Linked DNA regions of Ovis aries: region 1 is linked to region 2. Evidence: chromatin contacts called from public Hi-C data. All regions are on one chromosome and are shown on one strand. Each heading gives the region's core, a stretch centred on a gene start, on an enhancer-like site or on the middle of the called end of the contact. The rest is flanking DNA. Distances are from core to core; before and after follow the strand shown. Region 1 has its middle 46 kb from the start of CYP2A6. Region 2 holds the start of LOC101121539 (cytochrome P450 2F3).

Region 1 (6,006 bases), core at 2,675-5,174, 100 kb before region 2:
ATGAGAAAAGCCCTATGCTAATACTCCAAACTCTCTGTGCTGTTTATGGTTGAGAGGTTGTCACACAAGCTAGTCTGTCAGCATAGAGGTTTGACCTGAGACACCCTTGTCACACCCAGGGCAGGGAATTAGCAGTAATTATTGGCAGGACAAATGAAAAAACCCTTCACCAATATAATTTCTAATCAACCCACTATACTATACTAATAATTTTCTAACTTCTCAAAAGAGTCTGTATTTAGAAAGTTTTAAAGCATCTCGTGTCTCTCAAGGTTAGGAGGCTGTAAACAATCACATGTGGCCTGACGAACCTGATCAGGGAGGCTAGAGGACCTCCAGAGGAATTTCTAAGTTGAAACACTCTTGTCACGCCCAGGAATTTTTATTAACTGGAGCTGCAAGTTAACTCCTTCTCCGAGAGAAATGGTTATGGGGGAGAGTCCCCCGTAAAGTCAGAGGTGTAGGTGAGAGCATGAAACAGACTCTGGTTTTGGGGTTGGATGCTCGGGAACAGGGGGTTTCCTGAGGCTTGATCACGCCTTTGCGTATGCCAAGCCTCCTTCCTCATGACCTTTGCCATGGGTGGAGTTCCTCACGCTGGCCCCCGGCAGCATGACAAAGGACTTCTTGGGTGGCTTGATGGTGGATTAGCCCCACCTCGTCCTAGGATCGTCCTTGATAAACAGAATGGGCCTGAACAATGGGACATTTGGAAACTTGCTGCAAGCACCGAAGAACTTGGAACTTGGACCGGACATTTCACAGGGACCAGTCGTGGTCATAGTAACTATTTCTTTCGCTATAATCAGTCACATTTTATACAGGCCTGTGTCCCACTTCCTTTTGTTATAGCCATAGCAAATTTACAATTTAATAAGACTTTGCGTTCTGTTACTTATATTAATTACAAACTATATACTTAACTCCTCTGTCTCTTTAAGAAATTATTCCCTTTTGAGTCTTCGATCTCGATGTAATTTGTGGTTACCAGTAAATCTCCAACGACCCTACAAGGAAGGTCCCATAACTGGACTTGCTTCCAGATTACTTACTAAACTGCTCCAACGATCTAAACGATTCATTGGATGGCTGATCCTTGGCATTTTGGGGTTAATAGCTATTTGCACCACTGCTGCTGTCCCCGGCGCTGCTTTACATACTTCGATTCAAACACATAATTTTATCCAAAATTGGACTGGAAGATGCTCATAATATGTGGGCTACTCAGGCTCAGGTAGATGAGGATATACAAGTGGAAATACAGGAACTAAAAACAGCCATCAAATGGGTCGGAGATCAATTAATAGATTTGCAAAAACAAGTGATACTAAAATGTGATTGGAATTCTACTCAGTTTTGTGTTACTCCTGTTCATTTCAATCATAGTGCCTACAACTGGGGACAAATCAAATTCCATTTACAAAATATACATGATAATGCCTCTCTGAATGTACAATCACTGCAAAAGAAAATCTTTGAAACTTTTTCTAAACGTCTGCCCTCTTCCACTGATTTGGAAACTTTAGCTGAACAACTAGCCAATCAATTATCTGGGCTAGACCCACGAGGATGGTTTCAAAGTATTACCCACAGAATCGGGTCTGGAACTGCAACTGTGGTAATAGTCTTGGTAACTATATTTGTTGTCTATCATTTCCTTTCTATAAGGTTGGTTAACACTAAACAAACTCAATTGTTCAGGACCTTTTTTACAAATATAGTAAAATAGGGGGAATTGTCAGGAAGCATTTTACAGGAGGCTTCCTGTGTGCTGTTTTGGATCTGTCATGAATCTTCTGTCCCTTATTAATTCCTGAATATTCAGGAATTAAGGGGAGTAGCAAACTACTCCCGGGGCTGAGGAATGCATGCATTTCCTTCGTTAGTTTTTCCATACGGTGATAAGTAACTATTTACGACACTCTTCCTTTTTATGAACCATATGGTAAAAGTGATGGTTTACAACCCTCTCTCTTTGATATGGATCGCCTTATGTTTTCCTTGATAATTTGTAAGTCTGGACTTTTGATTTTTATCTTTGCTGAAAATAGCTACCTTGTAAGACAGTATATATACTCACACGATGTTGAATAAAACACCTTTGCTCCATCAGAGCTTGGGTCCCTGTGTCTTTCTTTCTTTCCTTCTCTCTTTCTCTGTCTCTCTCTCTCAGGCTAATTCTCTGGAGCACAGAGACCTGTCGTGCTCACTGTCCTGCCTGGGCTTCTATGACCCTATCGAGAAGGCACACTGTGCCTTCACCCCCTCAAGAGGGCACCAGGTGCCTTCATGAGCAACAAGACCTGTATCAAGGACTTTATTGGTTTTCTGTGTAAACCAAGGAATATCAGCCTCTTTCTCTCTCTCTCTTTTACTTTATTATCGTCAACTCCAGACCACCTGGTTCCGGTCCATTAAAGGACCTCAAGAGATAACCTTGCTAGCATGTGAACTGTGTGTAATTGTATGGTAGTTTGAACATTCAGTTCATTCAAGGACACCTGGGTTTTCTCCCAGGCTTTCTTTTAGAAGGAGACTTGGGGTAACTCTCCTAGAATCTTCTGTCTACCCCAAGCTCAGTCCTTCATGACATCCCTACTGTGAGAAGTTAAACATCTTCTCCCTCCGTCACTCCCTGGATGAGGAAGAGACATGTGAGGCAGATTCAGATTTTAGTCTCACCTCTGGAGTCGTGCTGATCACATCTACCTTCCACACCACCAAGGGGGCGGGCAGACCACCTAAGCCACTCCTCCAGTCTAATCCCTGTGTGCCACAATGAGAGATCCCACACGGGGCAAATAAGGCCAGACGCAATAAGGTCAAACAAATAATTAATTAAAACGTAACCGCAAACAAGTACAATTGTACAGGTTCATTCATTAAACATATTGCTTCATTTTTTTCCTCAGTTTTCCTTTTCTCTTCTCAAAAAAAAATTTTTTTGCCCCCGTAAAGTCAACAGCTTACCAGGCTCAAGTGAGCACGCCCTCTTTGTTAAAAGACTCTGTTGAGCTGAGGTGGACTCTGAAAGAGGCTGACGACCATCCCACGAGGGTGAAGGATGTTATTCACCAAGAACGGATCACACCTAGGGGGTAAATCTCATAATACCATGCAGCACATTTCCTCCTCATTGGCTTAAATGTTTTTGATCCTAAAAAAGTCCTTGGCTTTCCTTTTACAAACCTGAAGCCTCTGCTGAAGCTTCCCTCCCACCCCCAAAGAGAAGAAAGGAAGGGAGGGAGAGAGGGATGGGGAAGGTGAGAGGCTCAAAGACGAGAGAGAGTGCACCTGATCCTAAGAATCTGAGATCGAGTATGGGTCTTCTAGAACATTCTAGAACAGGTCAGCTAAGATGGTAGCCCCTCTTCAGGGCAATACTTTGGCTACCTGATGCGAAGAGTTGACTCATTGGAAAAGACCCTGATGCTGGGAAAAATTGAAGGCAGGAGGAGAAGGGGATGACAGAGGATGAGATGGTTGGATGGCATCACCAACTCGATGGACATGAATTTGGGTAAACTCCAGGAGTTGGTGATGGACAGACAGTCCTGGCGTGCTGCGATTCATGCGGTCGCAAAGAGACACGACTGAGCGACTGAACTGAACTGGACTGAACTTCAGTGCAAATCTCGTGACAGCCGTGACAGTCGTAGAGGTGTGGAAAGGCCAGACAGCTGTGTCTGGAGTCCCGCCCTCTCATCCCCCCCCCCCCCCACCCCCTCACCCCCCACCCCCCCACCCCCTCACCCCCCACCCCCGCACCCCCCAGGCCCCTGTCCCTCATCTGCCGCCAGCCGGCCTGCAGTTGCAGCCCTTGTCCCGCAGGGGGTGCACCAGCCCCAAAGGTGACCAGCTCGCGCGCTATCAATTCACCACTGGCTAGAACTGTCCAATCGGGTGACCCCACTACCGGCTGAGAATCAGCTCTCTCCTGCCAATGCCAGATCTGTGGGTGAGTGGATGAGGAAAGGGCCGGCCTCGCCAAGGTTAGCGTTTGTTTTATTTCCAAAAGAAACAGTTTCAGCAGCAGGAACCAGAACTGAGGTTATGCAGTCAGAGGTCTGGCCAAGGGGGGAATGGGTGAAGGTGGTGGGGATGGAGAGAGGGAGGGAGTGGGGAGGAGGGCGCGGAAAGGGAGGAGGGGGAAGGAAGAGGACACTGCTTTCATCCTTGAACTCTTCTCCAGCCCCAGTTCCGGCGTCTCCTCTGGAACGCTTTCCTAGCCTGTTGTCTTTTTAATTGTCTTTAAGTATTTATTGAGTCGCCTCTCAAGGGGTGGGGACACTTAGAAGACTGAGATGGTTTAGTGGGAGCGGCACCTGCCTGGGAACAGTGACAGTCAAGAATCATTTCCCAGCCCTAAATCCACCCAAGGGCCAGGCACCAGACAACCAGGACAGCCCCTGTGACCCAAAGCCCAGTCCTACACTGCTGACTCTGTCCTGCCTCTCCCAGTGAAGACCCAGGCTGCACGTTCCTCTCATTCCCTTCTGCCTCCCGACCAGCGCTGCTGCCTTTTCCTGTGGCCCTGTGTGCGGGGCCTCACGTTCCTGGGCATGTGGCCCAACATTCAGTTTTTCTAGTATGGCTTTGACCTCTCTGTGTTATCCCTCAGTCACCTCCATCAGTTGCAATCCTGTGAGTACAAATGAGACAACCCCCAGAGGCTGGGGAATCTTGTCACAGTGCTGAGACTGGTCCACCACTCCAGGCCTGGGGGTGGGGAGACAGGAACGCACAGGCTCAGGTGACCTTCGGGGCAGAGCGGCAAACAGCAGGGGCTGAGCCACAGAGGTGAGTTTGATCATGACCCTGCCATCATCCAGCACTGTGAATTTGAACGAGTTTCTTAAGCTCTCTGTCCCACTTTCTCCATCCAGAACCCCTTAAGTGAGTTAATATATGGAGCATGGGGCGTCTAGTGGCCTGTGGGGAGCATGATACATGGGTGAGGTGTCATTACTGATTGACGGGGGTTTAGTGAGCGCATATGTATTAGTCGCTCAGGCATGTCCAACTGTTTGCAGCCCCGTGAAGTATAGCCTGCAAGGCTCCTCTGTCCATGGAATTCTCCAGGCAAGAATACTGGAGTGAGTTGCCATTCCCTTCTCCAGGGGATCTTTCCGAAACAGGGATCGAACCCAGGTCTCCTGCCTTGAAGGCAGATTCTTTACTGTCTTTACCTTCCCAAGGAAGTTTAGTGAGCACATGTGACCTGTTAATGTAGGCGCAAGGGCTCTAGCAAATAACACGAAAATCCAAGTCTCTCTCTCTCCTCAGGGAATTGTTAACTTCTAGAAGATGAGACTGACTTAAAGCAGACGGCATCGGAATAGACGAGAGCACCTCCACCAGTGATAAATGGCACCAAGCAAATTAAACGAGGAAACAGGATCGATAGTGACTGGCAGGGGCTGCTTCACACTGGGTGGTCAGAGAGGGCTTCTTGGGGGAGGTGACTTCTGAGAGTCGGCCGTGGGGAGCCGTGGGGAGACATGTTCCTAGCAGAGGGAGCGGCAGAAACAATGGCCTTGAGGTGAGAGCGAGCTTGACAAACTCCAGGAGCTTTCAGACGCTGCCTCTGACAATGAGTCCTCCTACCCAAGGGACAACTCTGAGAGGAGAGGGACTCACTGATTTTGTTGTTGTTGTTGTTATTGCTATTATTTGCTTTGTTTCCCATGGATCCTTCACCCTCCAGAACTGCCTGGTACATAATAGGGTTCATAATAACCATGCATGCGTGCTACGTCTCTTCCGTCATGTCCGACTCTTTGTGACCGTATGGACTGTAACCTACCAGGTTCCTCTATGGGATTCTGCAGGCAAGAATTCTGGAGTAGGTTGCCATGCCCTCCTCCTCCAGGGGATCTTCCCAACCCAGGGATTGAACCTGCATCTTTTATGTCTCCTGCATTGGCAGGTGGGTTCTTTACCCCCAGAGCTATGTGAGAAACCCTCATAATAACCACATGTGAAATAAATAAGAGTTGGCGGTCC
Region 2 (6,073 bases), core at 2,659-5,158:
GGAAATAAAATAGAGTGGAAGACCCTAATTTTTCCCATACAGAATCTTTCAGAATCAAATTGTACTGTTGATTTAAAATATTTCCTTTTTTAAAAAAATTGACTCTTTACAGATGAGCCACCAGGGAACCCCTGCACCAGCATATGCAGCCAAAACTTAGTAAATGTTCATGCAAGATCTGTATTTTTTTTTAATTGAACTATAGTTGATTTACAATGCTGTATTAGTTTTGTTTTAATTTTGGCTGCACTGGGTCTTCAATAAGCACCCAGGCTTTTCCTAGGTACAGCGTGCAGGGTCTTCTCTAGTTGTGGGGTACAGGCTCCAGAGCTTGCAGGCTCAGCAGTTGCAGCACTCCAGCTGAGCTGCTCCACAGCATGTGGGATCTTAGTTCCCTAATCAGGGATTGAACCCATATCCCCTGCACTGGAAGGCGGATTCTTCACCACTGACCACCAGGGAAGTCCCTGTGTTAGTTTCTGGCGTATAGCAAAGTGATTCAGATATGTATATATAGGCATGTATTCTTTTGTAAAATGTTGTTGTTGTTGTTCAGCTGCTGAGTCATGTCCTACTCTTTGCAACCTCATGGAAGGCAGCCCACCAGGCTTCCCCGTCCACTATCTCCCGCAGTTTGCTCAAATTCATGTCCATTGAGTCAGTGATGCTATCTAACCATTTCATCCTCTGCTGCCCCCTTCTTCTTTTGCCTTCAATCTTCAATTCTTTCTTTAAACACTTTCATTTATTTGTTTATTTGCTGTGCTGGGTCTTCATGCTCTGAGGGCTTGTCTCTACTTCTGGTGAACAGGGCTACCCTTCGTTGTGATGTGTGGTTTCTCCTGTTGAGGAGCAGACTCTAGGCTCACGGGCTCAGTAGTGGTGGTGCATGGGCCCAATAGTTGTGGGTCCTGGGCTCTAGAGCACAGTCTCAATATTTGTGGTGCAGAGACTTAGTAGCTCCAAGGCATGTGGGATCTTTCCAGACCAGGGATCAAACTTGTGTCTCCTGCATTGGCAGGTGGATTCTTTACCACTGAGCCACCAGGGAAGCCCCTATATAAATATGTATATATATATATATATTCTTTTCGTATTATTTCCCATTATAGGTTATTACAAGGTATTGAACACAGTTCCCTATGCTGTACAATAGGACCTTATTATCTATCTATTTTATATGTAGTAGTTTGTATCTATTAGTCCCAATTTGTGTATTTCACTACATGTAAATTTTACCTCAAACAATTGTAAACTAGGAAAAAATCCATCTGCCCACATCCACACAAAACACAATGCAATAAAGAGAAAGAAAGCCATCCAGCTAGTGACAGGGGTGGGATGCCCTGTCACCTTCAGGAAAAGCTGCACTTGGGAATTCCGGTGGTCCAGTGGTTAGGAATCTGCGCTTTCACTGCAGGGACCACGGGTTCTATCACTGGTCAGGGAACTAAGATCCCACAAAATAAAAAAGAAGAAGAAGGAAATGTTGCCCTTTCTCTGTCAGGAAAGCAAGGCTACATATGTGGCTCAGATTCTGGTAGGCGGGTGAGCATGCTGCTTTTTCTATGGGATAAGAAATGAGACCATCAACAGAGGGAGGAAAGGGTCTGGAGGTTGGAGAGGGCAGAGAATACTGTAAGTGTTGGGACTTCCCCAGTGGTTCAGTGGTTAAGAATCTGCCTGCCAATGCTGGGGATAAGAGTTCAATCCCTGCTCTGGGAAGATTCCATATGACACAGAGTAACTAAGCCCCATTCACCACAACTACTGAGCCCTGGCCATGCCTACTCTCCAAAACAAGAGAAACCATGACAGTGAAAAGCCTGAGAACCACAGCTAGAGAGTACCCATGCTATGCCAAGTTGCTTCAGTCATGTCCAGCTATTTGCGACCCCATGGACTGTAGCCCACCAGGCTCCTCTGTCCATGGGATTCTCCAGGCAAGAATACTGGAGTGGGTTGCCATTTCCTTCTCCAGGGATTCTTCCCAACCGCAGGGATTGAACCCGAAGAGAGTAACCCCTGCTTGCCACAACTAGAGAAAACCCAGGTGCAGAAACAAAGACCCAGAGCAGCCAAAAATAAAATTAATTAATTAAAAAAAATTTTAATGTAATTGTTGGAAGTCAAGGAGAGGCCAGTTGGAGATCAGGAAAGTTCAGCTGCCCTTGGGTGTCTTTCAGTTTCTCCCATTACACCTTCACTTCCCAACTGGGTTGGACTTTGCCCCCAAGTGGACATTAAATAATATCCGGGGTCATTTTTTTTATTTTTACACCTGGGAGAGGGGTTACTATTGACATCTAGGAGGTAGAAACCAGAGGTACTGCTAAACATCCTGCCACTCACAGGACAGCTTCCACCCCAAGAGAATTACTAGCCCAAATGTCAATAGTGCTGAGGCTAAGGAAACTCACAATGCATCCCTCCCTACCCTACATCCCCTCTGCAGCAGGGCAGCAAGTCAGACCATAAGAAGAACTCAAAGCCCCTTAAAACTCCCCTTCTCAGGAGTCCCAAGTTCCCCACTAAGGCAAGTCCCAAGAGGCCCCTCTCAAACCAGTTCTGGGGTCAGAGAAAAGTCACTTGTGGGGCTTCCATAGGTCAAGTACTACTCCTCTCCCCAAGAAGTAGGGGTTCATGCCAAGGGAAACTAGAGATCTGTGATCCCATAATCAAGCCTTCACCCCTCTTCCAGGACCTGCCCTAACCAGCCTTTCTGGGACTGAAACAGTAGCACAAGCCCCACCTCCATCCCAATAGGGGCCTGAGATCTGGGGTGTCAAATTCCCCAGGGCCTCCAAGCACTTCCTCCCCCACCCTCCATGGGAAAAACAACCACCATGGTGTCTACCAACGGACCTGGTTGCCGGGGGAGGCGGGGGGCGGAACAAAACCTCCATTTGGCCTTGCAGACTCTTGACCTCTGGGGCTCTCTCCCACATCTTACCCTCCAAGGAACTAGAGTCCTAGCCCCTCTTCAGGTTTTTGCAACCTGCCCTTCTGACCTAGCTAGGAGTTGAGTGTGGTCAGTTTCTGGGTGTAAAGAGACAAGGGTAGAATCAGAGCAGGTGGGGGGGGGGCTTAGGAGAGAGGCAGAAGTGGAGGTGGGCAGTAGCAGGGCTATCTTTTGCATCTGAGGTCCTATCTAGTGAGGTTCCTGACTGCCCTGCCCTTCTTCCAAATCTTCCTTGATCCTCAGTCTGGCTTCAGTCCTGTCCACTGCACTCCACCTCTTGGAGGTGTGACAGACAGACAGACACTCAGTCAGGAGGACAGAGCGACTGAGAAAGACTGTGGAGAGAGAGAAGCAGGGAGAAAAGAGAAAGGCCACAAAGAAAATCAGGGGGCAGAAGAGATGGTGAAAGACAGACACACAGAGGAAGAGAGACGGGGAACAACAGAGACATAAAAAAGAGACAAGAAGATGCAGAGGCCAAAGCAGAGACATGTACAGAATTTCAGAGACAAACTGCAAGAGACAGAGAAGGCTGTGACTGGGGCCCCAGAGAATGAGAATCCTTCACCTTTTCAGGACAGAGACCCCGACCTCATCCCTACCCCTTCATTTGGCCAAAGCCCTACAACTCTAAACCAGACCCAGAACTAGATCCAGGATCCCCAGTGGCAACAACAAAAAAAAAAAGAGAAGACTTCACCCCCAATCCAGGACAGGTGGCCAGCACTGGCCACAGTGAGAAGAGGTAAGGTCAGCCTAGGGGAAGAGAAGGCAGGGCTCCCAAGGCACTCATTCGAGGCCTCATTCCAGCTGGCTGTGAGCCCCAGCCCGGGGAGGAAGGCAGGAAAGTGGGAGGGATTAAAAGTCACTGGATGAACTAGGGAAAAGGGTGGTAAGCAGCGGTGGACGGAGATGATTTAAGGGCAGCTCCCACCCCTCAGTTCCGAGCTCCTGGGCACACATCTGGAGCAGCCGCTGCCAGCCGGACTGGTCCCTCCAGCTCCCCCCTGAGCAGCTCAGCAGGTAGAGGGCTGGTCACAGAAGAGGGGGTGACTCTCAAGAGAGACAGTCACTGGCTCCATCTCCCTGTCCTGAGACTGGCTGGGGTCTGCCTTGTCAGCTCCTCTGAGGGGTCTCTGGGTCTACCTCTCAGGGGCTCTCTCTGGGACCCTGTTCTTGAATTTACCAAAGTGTTTCAGAGTTCCGAGCCAGGGCCTGGCACTGCGCACTCTTTGTGACGCACTTTACCTGGCCAGGTGGCATCTCTCTCTCTGAACTATGACTCCTGGGTTCAGGACACCTTTCGGTCTGTTTCTGCTTCTTCCCTCCCACTGTCTCGTCTGTCTTGGTCTCTCTGTCTCTGCCTGCCTCCGTCGAATGTCCCCTGCCCGTCTGTCTGTCTGTCCATCTGAGTGTCTGTCTCTCTCCCTCCACGTCTCTCTGTCTCTGTCACTCTCTTCTCCACCGGCCTCTGGGCTTCCCTCTGCCTCCTCTCTCCATCCGCTTGTCACCCTCTTCCTCCTATCTGTCAGTATCCATCTCAATGTCTCTCAGTCAGGGGGTATCTCTGTCTCCCCACCTCTCTCATCTCTTTCTCTAGCTCTGTGTCTTCTCTAGTTTGATCTCTCTTCTCTAGTCTCTCTCTGTCTGCCTCTCTTTCTGTGATTTCTCTCTGTCTGGCTATTTCTCTGTCTTGATTTGTCTGTCTCAGTCCCCGTGTGTCTCTATCTCTATATATCACTATGTGAAAGATGATAGATGAAAATTGATAGATGGTAGGCAGATAGTTGGGAGAAGGCAATGGCAACCCACTCCAGTGTTCTTGCCTGGAGAATCCCAGGGACAGGGGAGCCTGGTGGGCTGCCGTCTATGGGGTCGCACAGAGTCGGACACGACTGAAGCGGCTTAGCAGCAGTAGCAGCAGCAGGCAGATAGACTGAAGACAGACAACAGACAGACAGATAATAGATTATCGTTGTTGTTCAGGCGTGTCTTCCTCCTGATAGACAGACAGATAATAGATACATAGAAGGCAGACATGCACAGATATCCAGATAGCTCGCTCTGGTTTTTGTCTCCTCATTATCTCTGCATGTAACTCTGTCTCTCTTAGTCTCTGTCTCTCTGTCTCTATCTCTCTTCTGTCCCCCTCCACCGGTCTTGACTTCTGTCTCTCTGTATTTTGACTACCTCATGCCCTTTTTCCTCTCTCTCCCTCCCTTCCCCTCTCCTTCCATCTCTTCCCCCATCCCCTGACCTTTTCCCAGTGTCTCCCTCTCTACTTCCTTTTTTCTCTCTATCTGCTCCTATTTCTGGGGTCTGGGGGAGGCAAGTTCCAGAGGGAGATGAGCAGTGAAAGGCTCTCACTCCCTCCCCGGCGCTGCCTTCTCCCCACCCAGCTCCCAACCCAGGTCCCTGCAACTGCCTGCACCATGGACAGCATAAGTACAGCCATCTTGCTCCTGATCCTGGCTCTCGTCTGTCTACTCCTGACCACCAGCTCAAAGGGCAAGGGCCGGCTGCCCCCAGGCCCCAGGGCCCTCCCATTCCTGGGAAATCTGCTGCAGCTTCGCTCCCAAGATATGCTGACCTCCCTCACCAAGGTCAAAGGACTAGGCTTGGATGAAGGGAGAGGGGTCTCTGGCCCCAGAGCCCCCGTGACCTCTGTCTTCTTGCCCTCAGTTGAGCAAGGAATTCGGCGCAGTGTACACAGTGTACCTGGGGCCCAGACGGGTGGTGGTCCTCAGTGGGTACCAAGCCGTGAAGGAGGCGCTGGTGGACCAGGCGGAGGAGTTCAGTGGCCGTGGCGACTACCCTGCCTTCTTCAACTTCACCAAGGGCAACGGTGAGCCTGCTCCCGCCTCCTCCACTCCCCACCCATTCCACACTGAGGGAGGGAATAGGGCAGAAGAATGGCCTCCCAGTTTTGGTGACACTCAGGACCTCTGATCTCACTGATGACACCAAGTGGAGTGGAGCCAAGTAGGGTGAAGTCTGTCCCACCTTCACCACCCCCAAATCCCACCACCACCTTTTTTTCCTTCTTCTTTCTCTGGCTGTGCCATGCGGCATGCGGGATCTCAGTTCCCTGACCAAGGATGGAACTCATAC

What was found. A called contact is a pair of places that touch in the nucleus more often than the background predicts.
Region 1: a Hi-C map of tail adipose tissue shows a contact between it and region 2, with 4 times the contacts expected there. The contact joins the enhancer-like site here to the promoter of LOC101121539 in region 2. A contact is called at or near these places in 3 of 16 Hi-C or Micro-C datasets (hypothalamus, omental adipose tissue and tail adipose tissue).

The regions. Positions count from the first base shown.
Region 1 is chr14:49,587,604-49,593,609 of ARS-UI_Ramb_v3.0, reverse strand. No RefSeq gene overlaps it. Among named protein-coding and RNA genes, the nearest start is that of CYP2A6, 46 kb to the right of the region's middle. Within about 2 kb of position 3,924, at least 5 of the 54 cell types and tissues checked have an H3K27ac peak or open chromatin away from gene starts, as enhancers often do. A contact at or near this core is called in tail adipose tissue, where this site is marked.
Region 2 is chr14:49,483,783-49,489,855 of ARS-UI_Ramb_v3.0, reverse strand. LOC101121539 (cytochrome P450 2F3) reads left to right here and starts at 3,908. Exons shown (of 10, transcript XM_027978287.2): 1 at 3,908-3,985; 2 at 5,362-5,565; 3 at 5,645-5,807. The coding sequence starts at 5,395.